Regions from separate parts of the Sus scrofa genome. Here region 1 is linked to region 2. Evidence: chromatin contacts called from public HiChIP or PLAC-seq data. All regions are on one chromosome and are shown on one strand. The core of a region is the stretch at or near the end of the contact, and the rest is flanking DNA. Distances in the headings are between cores, read along the strand shown. Region 1 overlaps SMC1A (structural maintenance of chromosomes protein 1A). Region 2 overlaps IQSEC2 (IQ motif and SEC7 domain-containing protein 2).

Region 1 (6,820 bases), core at 3,963-6,462, 100 kb before region 2:
ATCTGCAACCTACACCACAGCTCATGGCAACGCTGGATCCTTAACCCACTGAGTGAGGCCACAGATTGAACCCACAACCTCATGGTTCCTAGTTGGATTCATTTCTGCTGCGCCATGACAGGAACTCCTACATATTATTTCTTATGAGCCATTTGAAAGTTGCAGATATGTCCTCAAAATGAAAACAAAGCATTCTTAAAAAAAAAAATCAGAATATAATAAGATTACAGTCCCGTTGAGCACTCTTAATCCCAGTCCCTTTACCCTTTTGGGGCTAATCCCATGTAGGATATAGTCTTTTTTTTTTTGGCCATCATGCCAGGAGTTACCAGGCCAGGGATCATATTTGAACCTCATTTGCAACCTATGCTGCAATTGTGGCAACACTGGATCCTTTCACCCACTGTGCCAGGCTGGGGATCAAACATGTGTCCTAGTGCTGCAGAGATGCCACTGATCCCTCTGTGCCACAGCAGGAAGTCCTACTTAAATACTTTTACATTCATATGTATATGTACATTGTATGTATAGTCATAAAAAAATACATAGTATTTGTGTGTGGTGTTTTTTTTGTATTTTTGTTTCTGCTTTTTAGGGCCACACCCTTGGCAGCACATGGAAGTTCCCAGGCTAGGGGTCAAATCAGAGCTGCAGCTGCCGACCTACACCACAGCCACAGCAACTCAGGATCCAAGCCACGTTGCAACCTATACCACAGCTCATGGCAACGCTGGATCCTTAGCCCACTGAGCCGGGCCAGAGATCAAACCCTCATCCTCATAGATACGAGTCAGATTCATTTTTGCTGTGCCACAATGGGAACTCCTATGTGTGTTTTTTAAAAACACTGATGTTGTTATTGCTCATGACGATAGTCTTTTTTTTTTTTTTTTTAAACAAACCAAGACTGTAACATTCATTTCTGGATTTTGAGTATTACACAGCATATGTCCATTTTTAGATAATATATAAAACAAAGAACAAACTGTAGAAAGAAACATCGGTCTAAAATTGCCTTATGGGACATCTTTAATTCTCTAAGTTAATGGTAACTCTCTCCACACACTGAGGCAGGCAGCAGGATCATGACAGTAGTCCTGATGTGAAAAAGGTGCTGAAGTAATATTGTCAGAATATAGACTTTTAATTATAACTTAGTCTCAATTATGTAGACTGTCGTTAAGTAATGCTGGAAGGAAATAGGCTAAATGTTAATTGGTAATTGATTATCTCAGGCTGATGGAATTACAAGTAATTTTTTTTTTGGCTAGCTGCCACACATGGCAGCTTAATGTGGGATCTCAGTTCCCAGACCAGGGATTGAACCCAGGCCACAGGAATGAAAACAGCAAGTCCTAACCACTAGACCAGCAAGGAACTCCCCACAAGTGGTTTTTTTTTTTTCCTCCCACTTTATACTTTTTATATGCTTTGAACTGTTCTACAGCAAGCAACTTTGTTTTTTGGAGTGGAGGAGGAGGTCAACCAAATAATTTAGAAAAAGGTAAAAGAAGCCAGAAGGGTGATAGGGTTTTGTGCAAGCAGAGCTCACTGAAGACAGGCTGCAATTAGCCACCTGGGGGAAAGGGTGAGGGCAAGGAGAGATGATCCCAAGGTGAGATGGGGAAAGCCTTCATTTCTTGTCCTGTTTCCTCTGCTGGGACCAGGAGGAGCAAAGACACATGAAGATTATAGATGAGACCATGGCCCAGCTGCAGGACCTGAAGAATCAGCACCTGGCCAAGAAGTCAGAGGTGAATGACAAGAACCACGAGATGGAGGAGATTCGTAAAAAACTAGGGGGCGCCAACAAGTGAGTGTGTTCAGGCCTGGGCTTGGGGGAAGTACACAGTACAGGCAGCCTGCTAGATTTGAGTCTCTCCTGTCTCCCTGGATCTTCTTAGGGAAATGACCCATTTACAGAAGGAAGTGACAGCCATTGAGACCAAGCTTGAACAGAAGCGCAGTGACCGCCACAACCTGCTACAGGCCTGCAAGATGCAGGACATCAAGTTGCCACTGTCTAAAGGCACCATGGACGATATTAGTCAGGAAGAGGTGAGTGTCATGGCTGGTGGTGGGGGTAGGCTGCGAACAACATAACAAGGGATGGGGGATGAAGGTAGCCAGGGAGGGCAGGTAAGAGAAGGATGGTGGGCGGGGTGGTGAGGGACAAAAGGAGAGGCACAGGGGAGATGAGGCAGGGTGAGGCTGTGAGGGCCGGATGGGGTGAAAGGTAGTGTAGCCTTGGTGTGAGAGGGAAGTTGAATTGGGGTGGGGCTGTATGTCAGTGGGTGGTGAGGGAGGTAAGCCCAGAGACGAGGAAATCATTAGCCTTAGGGACTTGAGCTAAGTTAATTCCAGCAGGTGATGGCTATTGGTAGGAGTGGGAATTGAGGGACATTAGCCAAGAGGAAAGGAAGACGGAAGCTGAGGGCCCTGAGGGCTGGTGGTTTAGCTGTAGTGAGTGAAGTTGGCCAGGAGAGGGTTGGGTAAGGGACATCAGCAATGCAGAGGTGACCAAACTTAGTTAGGGGAAAGGTAGCAACACCAGCCAATAGAAGAGCCAAGGCATTTTATCCACTGGAAGTGAAGCTTGGTAGCAAGGAGGTGGGAATGTTAACTGAGAGGAGGTTTGCGGACATCTTGTCCTTAACTTGAACATGTATCTCAGTCCCACATCTTTCTCCCTCCTTTCTTTCCAAATAGCATTTCTGTTTAATTCAGTAAAATCTTTCAAACACTGGCAGTGTGCCAGGCGTCATGGTAGCATGTGCTATAAGTGCTCCTAATGCTAAGCACAGCCCTGCCAGGCAGGCATTAGCCCATAGTACAGATGAGGGTTCGTGTGTCTAAACGACGCTTCTGGTGTCGAGACCCGATGGTGTGGCTTGCCCATGGTCACACCGTTAGTCAGCGGTAGAGCCCAGTTTTGAACTTGGGTCTTTGTGCCTTCAAAGCTGCTCTTCCTTCTGCCACAAGTGCTTTCTAATAAGGTGCTTCTCAAAGACATAGAAGGATGCGGAAGAGCCCCCAGCCCCCTCTATTGGAGCACTCTCATGGCCAGTCGGCTCCATTCGACTCTCCCTCTCGCCATTGCAGGGTAGCTCCCAGGGGGAGGATTCAGTGAGTGGCTCCCAACGAACCTCCAATATCTACGCACGAGAGGCCCTCATCGAGATTGACTATGGTGACCTGTGTGAGGATCTGAAGGTAAGATCTTCCCAGCTGTCCATCAAGGGTCAGCCCATCTAGGGGTCCTGTGGAGTTAGACCATGGCTGGAAAGAGGGGCGAACTGGCAAGGGAGGGTGGGTGGAATTGTGCTCCAGGGTCTCCCCCCATGTGCACACACAGGCACAGGCACGTCTTTCACCCCCACCCCCAGTTGTCCCTGTCCCTGCCTGCTGCCGGCCTTCCCCTTCCACTTGTATACGCTCTCAGCCCAGATACACGGAGAAAGGGCTCCTGTACAGTGAACAGCTAGACCTCGAGTGTTCCTTAGGGCTCTGTCCCGGGTGGCATGCTTTCCTTCTCACGTGGCATTCTCTCATCCTGAGTGTCTCCTCCATTCCCCTGTCTTCAGCTGCCATCTCTACGCTAGTCTGGCACACATCTCAGACCCCAGCCTTCCTCCCCAAATCTGCCTCCTCTCCTCAGTGCCAGCCACAGGTTCAAACCAGAAATCTGAGCCTGGTCCTTGACTCCCTCTCCCACTGTGCATATTCACTGAATTACTAAGCCCCGTTGACTTGACCTCCTAAATATCTATTGAATCTGACTTTATTCTGTTTCCACTGTGTCTCTAGTGCAGGCTGCTTTCACCTCTCACATGGACTATTGCAGGAGCCTCCTAAATAGTTTCGGATGCTTTCCAACCCAACATTATAGTCATGGGAACTTGATTTTTTCAAACTTTTTATTATGGAAATTTTCAAACATATAGAGAAGTAGAGAGAATGATATAATGAACCCTAGGTACCCATCACTTCCCTTCAACAATTGACATATGACATATGATTGACAGACATATGGCAATCCTGAAAATACCCTTCCCCCTCCTGGTTGGCATATTTTAAATCAAATTCCAGATATTCCATTCATAATTACCTCAACATATATCTCTAGGAGGACTCTTTTTAACAATTGTAACTACAGGAGTTCCCATTGTGGCTCAGCGGAAATGAATCTGACTAGTATCCATGAGGACTCAGGTTCGATCCCTGGCCTCACTCAGTGGGTTAAGGATCCGGCATTGCCATGAGCTGTGATGTAGGTTGCAGACATGGCTCAGATCTGGTGTGGCTGTGGCTGTGGCTGTGGTGTCGGCCGCCATCTCCAGCTCTGTTTGGACCCCTAGCCTGGGAACCTCCAAATGTCTCGGGCGTGGCCCTAAAAAGACAAAAAAAATTGTAACTATAATATTATACAAAAAATTAGCAGTAACTCTGTAATATCTAATATTTAATAAATATTTAGATTTCCATGAATGTCCCATAAATATCTTTTTAAAAAATATTATTTGTGTGTTTAAATCAAGATTCAGGTGAGGTCCATGTGTTAAAATTGGTCTCTTGTGGTCTAACATTTTCTTATCCCTTTTTATTTTTTTCTTCCTATTTATGGAAGAAACTGGGTCATTGGTCCTGTACAATTTTCTCTATTCTGAATTTGACTGATTATATCTTATGATGTTATTTAACATGTTCTTCTATCCCTGTGTTTCCCATAAACTGGCAGTTAAATCTAGGGTTTGATTGGATTGGGATTCATTTTTTATTTTTGGCAAGAATTTATCATAGGTGGTGCTGTGTACCTGTGAACTTCCTTTTGCATCCCATCAATAGACACTGAGTATCAATTCTCTCTATCTTTGTAATGATAGGATTGATGAATGCTCAACATTACCTATGAAATACTCTTGCCAAAAGCTCAAACAAGGATCTGATTAAGCTTTTATATATGAAACAGTGGTGCCAGAGAAACATATTAAATAAAAGCACAGTGATGCAGTTAGTTAATTCCAGGCTGTGGGAAACTCTAAAGGACTAAAGATGTGGTCTCTTCCATAAGTAAACGGGAAGAAAGAAATAAACAGAAAGGGAGAACTTCTGTAGACTATGAGTCAAATCAACCAATTAGAATGTGTGGCCCTCCCTTGAATCCATTGCAAAGGAAAGAGAGGAAGGGGAATTTATAGATTACATGAGATTTAAGAGGAGTTCCCGTTGTGGCTCAGTGGTTAACGAACCTGACTAGTATCCATGAGAATGTGCTATCTCTGGCCCTGCTCAGTGGGTTAAGAATCTGGCGTTGCTGTGAGCTGTGGTGTAGGCTGGCAGCTACAGCTCTGATTCAACCCCTAGCCTGGGAACCTCCAATTCCGTGGGTGTGGCCCTAAAAAGACAAAAGACAAAAAAAAAAAAAAAGATTTGAGACATATCAGCGAATTGCAACATAGGCACCTTATTTGGAACCTGCTTTGAAAACCTATAAAAAAAATTTTTTAATAACACCATCAGGATGATTTGCACACTGACCAGAATAGTTTATGATGTTTAGTAATTACTTTTAATATTTTTAAGGTGATAATGGTATTGTGGTTTCATTTATTTTTTGGCTGCAATGTGTATCAGCTTGAGGTGGGATTTCAGTTCCCAAACCAGGGTTTGAACCCTGGCTGGCAATGGTGAAATCATGGGATCCTAACCACTAGCCCACCAGGGAACTCCTCCCCCTCATTGTGGTTTTAATTTTTAAATATCCATATCTTTTGCAATAGTCACTCTCAATGGGTGGGGTGGATTTTGCCTCCCCAGGGGACATTTGGTAATGTCTTGTCGCACCCACTTGTCACAACTAGGGCAGATGTTACTAACAGTATCTAGTGGTAGACAGCAAGGATATTGCTAAACATCCTACAGTGCACAAAGGACAGCCCCCACAACAAATCATCTGGCCCAAAAAGTCATTAGTGCTGAGATTCAGACACCCTGTCTTATTATTTATTTGTTTATTTATTTTTGTCTTTTTAGGGCTGCACCTGCGGCATACGGAGGTTCCCAGGCTAGGGGATGAATTGGAGCTGTAGCTGCTGGCCTATGACACAACCACAGCAATGCCAGATCTGAGTGGCATCTGCGACCTAACACCACAGCTCACAGCCAGGGATTGAACCTGCGTCCTCATGGATGCTAGTCAAGATTTGTTTCTGCTGAGCCACGACGGGAACTCCAGAAACCCTGTTTTAGAGAATGATACATGCTGAAATATTTATGGATGAAATGTCTCAGGTTTGCTTTAAAATAATTGAGTATAGAAAAGAATTGGGTATAGATGGCAGAACATTGGCCATTTTTGAAGCTGATAATAAGAACATGGGGTTCATTATATTATTTGCGTTTTTGTGTATGTTTAAAATTGTATATACTATAATGTTAAAAAAGGAAAAACTATCATGATCACCAGGTTCAGGTGTTTTTAGCCCCATCAAGCCCCTATCAGCCTTTCACAGCTGGCTTTACCAGCTATTAACAAACAATCATTGCCTGGATGCATCAAGGGTTGCCAAATCCTAATTTTCTTTTTTTTTTTTTTTTTTATTTTCCCACTGTACAGCAAGGGGGTCAGGTTATCCTTACATGTATACATTGCAATTACAGTTTTTCCCCCACGCTTTCTTCTGTTGCAACATGAATATCTAGACATAGTTCTCAATGCTATTCAGCGGGATCTCCTTGTAAATCTCTTCTAGGTTGTGTCTGATAAGCCCAAGCTCCCGATCCCTCCCACTCCCTCCCCCTCCCATCAGGCAGCCACAAG
Region 2 (6,320 bases), core at 3,535-6,034:
CTAACCAATCCCAGAATAGTTTAATTCTTTTAGCTGGAAGTTCTCTGATATTTTACCTAGGGATGAATTCTAGGCAGTTTTGTATTTTGGATACAGGAGTTGGGGGGGGGGGGCGGGGAGGGCACAGGGGAGGATTTCATATGCTTGCCTTCAGTTTATCCTCCTATTTTAAGCCCCTGATCGCTCCTATCCTCCCTCTACCATCTCTAAGTCTGGACTCACTCTGGGCCTCTGCTGGCCTGACTGGCTCCCTCTCTGGCTGCAACCCCCTGAGTGGTGTTGCTGGCTCTCCTTTAACTGTGAACACTCTTCTCTTTGTTTTTTGCTCCCAGAAATTAGTTAAAAATCTCTCACCCTCTCCCATCCTCTTCACTGTTACCATTTCATCCCTTATTTTATTCCTTCATATTCATTTTAGTGGGGTCCGGAGAGAGGGAGGAGATAAACATTTATGCTCTTAAGGTCCAAACTAAGGCTAAAGCTACTTTTAAAAAGGGTTGTTTTGCTTTCTCAATCCAGATTGAGCATGGAAGTCATTAGTAAACCTCCAAAATACCCAACCCTATATGGCCTCATTTTGGAATGTGTTGCCTCTGGCTCCAGCCCTGTCCTGAGCATTCCTGTGGCAGCCTCGCGAGCAGCCCTTTTCCTCAACCTCTGCCATCTAGACCATGCAGCCAAGAGAGCCCTCAGCTGAGGAACTGGAGACCTGTGTTCTGACCCCTGCCCTGCCACTGCCTCCATCTGAACCCTCCAGCCAGCCCCTCCACCTCTCAAGATGACCTCACCCTGGCTTAAGAGGGTCTGGGTCTGCTGTGAGCTGTGCTTTGGCAGGATTGGGTGGGTGCTTAGAGAACAGCCTAGCCTCCTTTGCTTAAGCAGTGGGAGCAAGTGGGCCCAGGACAGGCCCCAAGTGCACAGGAGGGGGCTCTGAGGCTGAGCTGAAGCTTCGGCAATAGCAGGCTGCTAGAGCTGCAACCCCTTCCGCCCACTTTCTTTCCCGTCATGGCTGAACCTCCATCCTTCTGCCTCCAGCAGAGGGAAGCAAGAAGGGAGGGCTGGAGAGCCAGTTCCATTTTCCTCCTCTTCTCTCTCTCTCCCCTCCTCTCTCTCTGTGTTATAGTGCTGGGCTGCTTTGGCCTGTAGTACCTGTGCCTAACGCCACCTTCCCTTTTTGGTGACCCCTGCTTCCATCCTTCAGTGATTGTCTCCTCCAGCAGCATCCGCTGGATGCTTATGCTGTGTGCGTGGGGGAGATCAGAGCCGGGTGAGGGAGAGAGGCCAAGCTCGCGGGCTGCTGTGGGAGACGAAGTGCTGCCTAGATCTGGCATGACCGAAGGAAGCCACAGCAGGAGCAGTGAAAAGCATTGGTTTTGGAATCAGACAAGCCTAAACTTGAATCTCGGCTTCTACTACTTATTGGCCATGTGACTCTAGGTAAAGCACATTGCTACTCCGAGCTCCAATTTTCACATCTACGTGATGAGAAAAAGAAAAACGACCTTGCACAGCTATTATGAAGATAACACAAGTCCTGTACCTGGACTGTCGGTGCTTAATAAATAATCACTGAATTCTTTTTGGATTATGAGAAGGCAGAAATGCCAAGGACCAAATAAATCCTGCTTTGGTGATCGAAAGGAGTGGGAGGTTAGGAAGGCAGCATTTGACCTCCTTGGGCCGGGCCCCCCAGGGGCTCCCTGGCAATTATACAGTGAAGGTCACACTCTTGCCTGGTGTTTCAAGGCTGTTTTTGTTGTAGTCTCTACCTGTATCTTTTCCTTAAAATAAAAGCATGAAGTGATACCTGCCTCTTTATTTTCTGAAAAAGACACTTTAAAAGCAGTGGGCAAATGTTTCCTTGGAAGTATGCAGCAGTCTTTATCATCTTCATCATCATCATCATCATCATCATCATCATCATCATCATCATTGTCCTCCCAGGACTTTTCCATGAGTAGTGGTAATGAAGGGCTATAGGACGACTAATCATCAGCAAAAAGATAACTGGCAACTGCAACCACCATGGCCTTCATTTTGTTTCCCCACCACCATCTTGGCCTGGGGATCATGTAGCTCCAGATCCATTCAATGCTGTGTGGATCCATGGCTGAAAATGGTTACATTATCCAACAAGGTTTCTGATTTGTCCTGTGGTTGATTTAGTTGTTCTTCTCTTTAACACTCATCGGTAAGATTTTCTTGGCTGTCACCCTTACCTCATCCACATGACTTCTGGACCTGCTGTTTGTCATTTCTAGGTCGGATTCTTGGCTCCATGGGCCCCTGAGGAAGGAGGCTTCCTCTCCATCTGAATTATCTTTCAAATGATTTTATCTTTCGCCTTCACATCATCATGACTGAGGTGGCAGTTGAACTTGGGAGGCATCTTTCTAACCACTTTATTCCCTTCCTGACCCTGCATTCAAGCTGTACTGAACTGTCTGCGATACCTTCGGCAGAGTGGACTTCTTTATGGTTCCATGCCTGTATTCTGGCTGTTCTCTTGGCCAAGAATACCTTTCTACTCCCGGTTATGTAGCAACTATATACTTGACTATTGAGGAACATCTTCACTCTCTCACTGTTCCAGGCACTTGGAAACAGGGAACAAAACAGACAAAACATCTGCCCTGCAGAGCTGACATTCTAGTGTATGAATGTAGGGGGCAGGAACAGAAATAAACAAGAAGATACAAAATGTGTCAAATAGTGGTAAGTGCTATGGAGAAAAATAAAGCTGGGCAAGAGGATGTGCAGAAGGCTCGGTCAGCCCTACCACAGCCAAAATTCGCATGGCGCTTTTATCAAGTAACCTTTTCTTACTTAGATATTTTCTGATGTTATTGTGTATTCATTATGGTCATAATCCTTCCAACAACTTTATCAGTTTAGTGCTATTATTATCTTGTTCATATTGGTGAGCAAACTGTGCCTCAGAGATATAAATCACATAATTAGGAGGGGCAGAGCTGGCATGGTCTGACCCAAAGCCTGTGCTCATAACCACTAAGCCACTGGGCCCTCAGCAAGGCTCACAACAACTCTCTGAGGTTGGAATTATACCTACGTTATGTTTGGGGAAGCTGAGCTTCAGCGAGGGAATGGACTCATCCATGGTTGCACAGCAAATAAATGGATTTGAACCCAAATCTGTCCAACACTCAAGGCTAGGCCTTTCTAACAATGTTGAGACCTAGGGACCTATGGCTTTCCCTGCCTCTGTATTTCTGCAGCCCATGCAAGGTACCCCGTTGAGGCCACTGGCCTTTCCCCCTTCTCTTTCCACCTATAGTTCATATGGAACCTTGAGATATGCGTATGGACACCCAAGCCCACATTCAAGCCCTGTCTATTTTCCCTTCCCATTGGCCATCCATCTGCTAGGATGGACCTGGATAATAAGATCACACAATTCCTGCAAGTAAGCTCAAGAACCACGGCCAGGGGAGTTCTCTTGCGGCACAACAGGTTAGGGATCCAACCTTGTCACTGTAGCAGCTTAGGTTGCTGCTGTGGCTCGAGTTCAATCCCTAGCCCAGAAACTTCCACATGCCATGAGTGTAGCCAAAAGGAAAAAAAAAAAAAAAAAAAAAAAAAAAAAGAACTAGGAGTGGCCAGGGAATTCTAGGTACTTGGAGTGCAATCTAGAAGGGAGAGGGCCAGAGATCCTGATGGTCATGTTCCCATGGCCCCACAGACTCATTACCTCACAGAGGGGGCCTCTAAAGTGTGGTGTCCAGGAATTGCCATTGTGGCTCAGCGGTAACGAACCTGGCTTATATTCATGAAGATGCAGTTTTGATCCCCAGCCTCGCTCAGTGAGTTAAGGATCTGGCATTGCTGTGAGCTGTGGTGTAGGTCACAGATGCGGCTCTGATCTGGTGTTGCTGTGAGCTGTGGTGTAGGTCACAGATGCGGCTCTGATCTGGTGTTGCTGTGGCTGTGGTGTAGGCCAGCAGCTGTAGCTCTGGTTTGACCCCTAGCCTGGGAACTTCCATATACCGCGGGTGCAGCCCTAAGAGTAAAAAATAAAAAATGAAAAAAAAGAATGGTGTCCAGCGTAGGGGCTGATGTTTCCCAGTACAGTCTATGATATTGCAATCTGTGATAAGCGGGGCTCAGTGACCCTCCTCCTTTGGCTTCCCAAGCTGGATCCTGCTTTGCAGTTGGGGTAGGGGCAGGTGCAGGGCTGGTGTTCCATGAGCCTGGACTTTCCCAGCATGTGCTGTTGCAAATGTAGACAGACCCTTAGGTCTCCATCACAGTATTTTGCTCCTAAATACCTCAGGATACTTATCCTCATTTCTTAGGAACTTAGGAAAAATTATACACTTTATGCATTCTTCCAGTTGAAAATTTAGAGAAACTTGGAAAAGTAGAGAAGAAACACATTACCCATAATTAGGACACACGGAGGCAGCTACTCTGAACATTTGATGTATTTCCCTCATTTTCTGCATTCTTTTCATGTAGTTGAAATGATACAGCACATATAATTGTTTCTCGCTTTGTTTGTTTGAGCATTTCCCCATGTAATTGCATATTCTTCAGAAGCATCATTTTTCATGGCAACTGATATACCATAGTGTACTTAACCATCCTCTCAACGTAGGACATAGACACTGCGCTCATTTTTTTCACTGGTTTAAATCATGCTGCAGTGGGCATCTTTGCACACACAGCTTTGAGGGAACTTACAGCTTTGAGGGAACTAGCCTTGTATAGGAACAATTGTATTCAACTCATTTCCTTTTCTAGATGGTCCCTCTGGCTGGGTCTGATTCATACTTGTAGTCATTCATTTATTCATTCATTCCATCACCGCTTGTTTACTCTGTACCTCTGTGGACCAAACCCTGGGAACTGGGGACACAGTCATGACTAAGATGCAGCCCCACACTGCCAGGAGGTTCCAGTCTGCAGGGAGAGTCAGGGATGGAAACAGACACGTTCAAGACAGTTTGATCAGGGCTGTGATGGGGGCAAGAAAAGGATCCTGTGGGAGAACAGAGGAGGGGCTCTTCATCCAGCTTAGGGACATTACAATAAGCTTCCTGGAGGAGGTCTTGCCTAAATGAGTCACAGAGGATGAATAAGAGTTGGCTGGAATAAGAAGGGGAACTTCCTGTTAAACACAACAAATTGAATAAACTTATTTATCTCTGCTGCTTCCCCAAATCCCACTGAAATATGAGTAAGGGAATAAAAAAGGTAGAAACACAAGGTCTGGGATGCTGACCAGAAGTAAACGCCTTCCACCCAGAGAGTCCCAGAAATGCTCAGGAATCAGAGGTATTATGAAACGCAGAAGGCACAATGAGGCATAGAATCGAAAAGAAGGAGAATATTGAAAGTCTGTGAACAGATCCTTTTGGCCCCTCCACGACGAAACCCTATTCAGTCTGGGACACCCCTCCCTCCCTGCCCCCACCAGCTCTATTTCTCTAGATGGAGGTTGATTCTTTGGAGAAATCGAAGTTAAGAGGCTCCAGGCTTGGAGATACCAGGTACGGTGGAGGATGGAGTGAAATGGCTGCAAGCGAGGGGACTAAAGCAGTGGAACCTCAACCTCCTCCAGCTTCCCTACTTCTAGCACACCAGTCAGGAGGACACGAGAGAGAAAAGGATCCTTCTCTGGGGAAATGGAAAAGCCCCCAGAAAAAGGCCTTCAGAAAGCTGACATTTGGGAGTCTTCCAAGAAAAGAACAGGCCCATTAACTCTGTAGTGAGGACCACCACCTGGCCTGCTCCATCTATACACAGAGCTTCCCTTCAACTTGTTAGTGTCGTGGGACCTGATCACCAGGGATCACCAGCCAAGGACTCTTAAGATAGATATATTTCATTTTATGTAGATTAAACTTCAATGTAACTGGCATTTAAAAAAAAAAAAAAAAGCAACCTGGGCATCTACCCAGAGAAAACCACAACTCGCAAAGACACATGTACTCCGATGTTCATTGCAGCACTATTTACAATAGCCAAGACATGGAAACAACCTAAATGTCCATCAACAGAAGAGTGGATCAAGATGTGGTACATATACACGATGGAATATTACTCAGCCATTAAAAAGAATGAAATACCAGCATTTTTTGCAACATGGATGGACCTAGAAACTATCATGCTAAGTGAAGTCAGCCATACAATGAGGCACCAACATCCAATGCTTCCACTGACATGTGGAATCTGAAAAAAAGGACAGACGGAACTTCTTTGCAGAACAGATGCTGACTCACAGACATTGAAAAACTTATGGTCTCCGGAGGAGACAGTTTGGGGGGTGGGGGGATGTGCCTGGGCTGTGGGATGGAAAT

What was found. HiChIP or PLAC-seq counts read pairs in DNA pulled down with a chosen protein or histone mark.
Region 1: an H3K27ac HiChIP or PLAC-seq map of alveolar macrophages shows a contact between it and region 2. The contact joins two enhancer-like sites. A contact is called at or near these places in 2 of 47 Hi-C or Micro-C datasets (embryonic fibroblasts and epiblast stem cells) and 1 of 2 datasets of contacts at active chromatin or transcription factors (alveolar macrophages).

Annotation. Positions count from the first base shown.
Region 1 is chrX:46,174,768-46,181,587 of Sscrofa11.1, reverse strand. It overlaps SMC1A (structural maintenance of chromosomes protein 1A), which reads left to right. Exons shown (of 23, transcript XM_005673650.3): 17 at 1,668-1,813; 18 at 1,905-2,058; 19 at 3,103-3,213. Among named protein-coding and RNA genes, the nearest start is that of SMC1A, 24 kb to the left of the region's middle. Within about 2 kb of position 5,212, at least 3 of the 83 cell types and tissues checked have an H3K27ac peak or open chromatin away from gene starts, as enhancers often do. A contact at or near this core is called in alveolar macrophages, where this site is marked.
Region 2 is chrX:46,074,840-46,081,159 of Sscrofa11.1, reverse strand. The region is part of intron 1 of IQSEC2 (IQ motif and SEC7 domain-containing protein 2); the gene reads left to right. Among named protein-coding and RNA genes, the nearest start is that of IQSEC2, 17 kb to the left of the region's middle. Within about 2 kb of position 4,784, at least 2 of the 83 cell types and tissues checked have an H3K27ac peak or open chromatin away from gene starts, as enhancers often do. A contact at or near this core is called in alveolar macrophages, where this site is marked.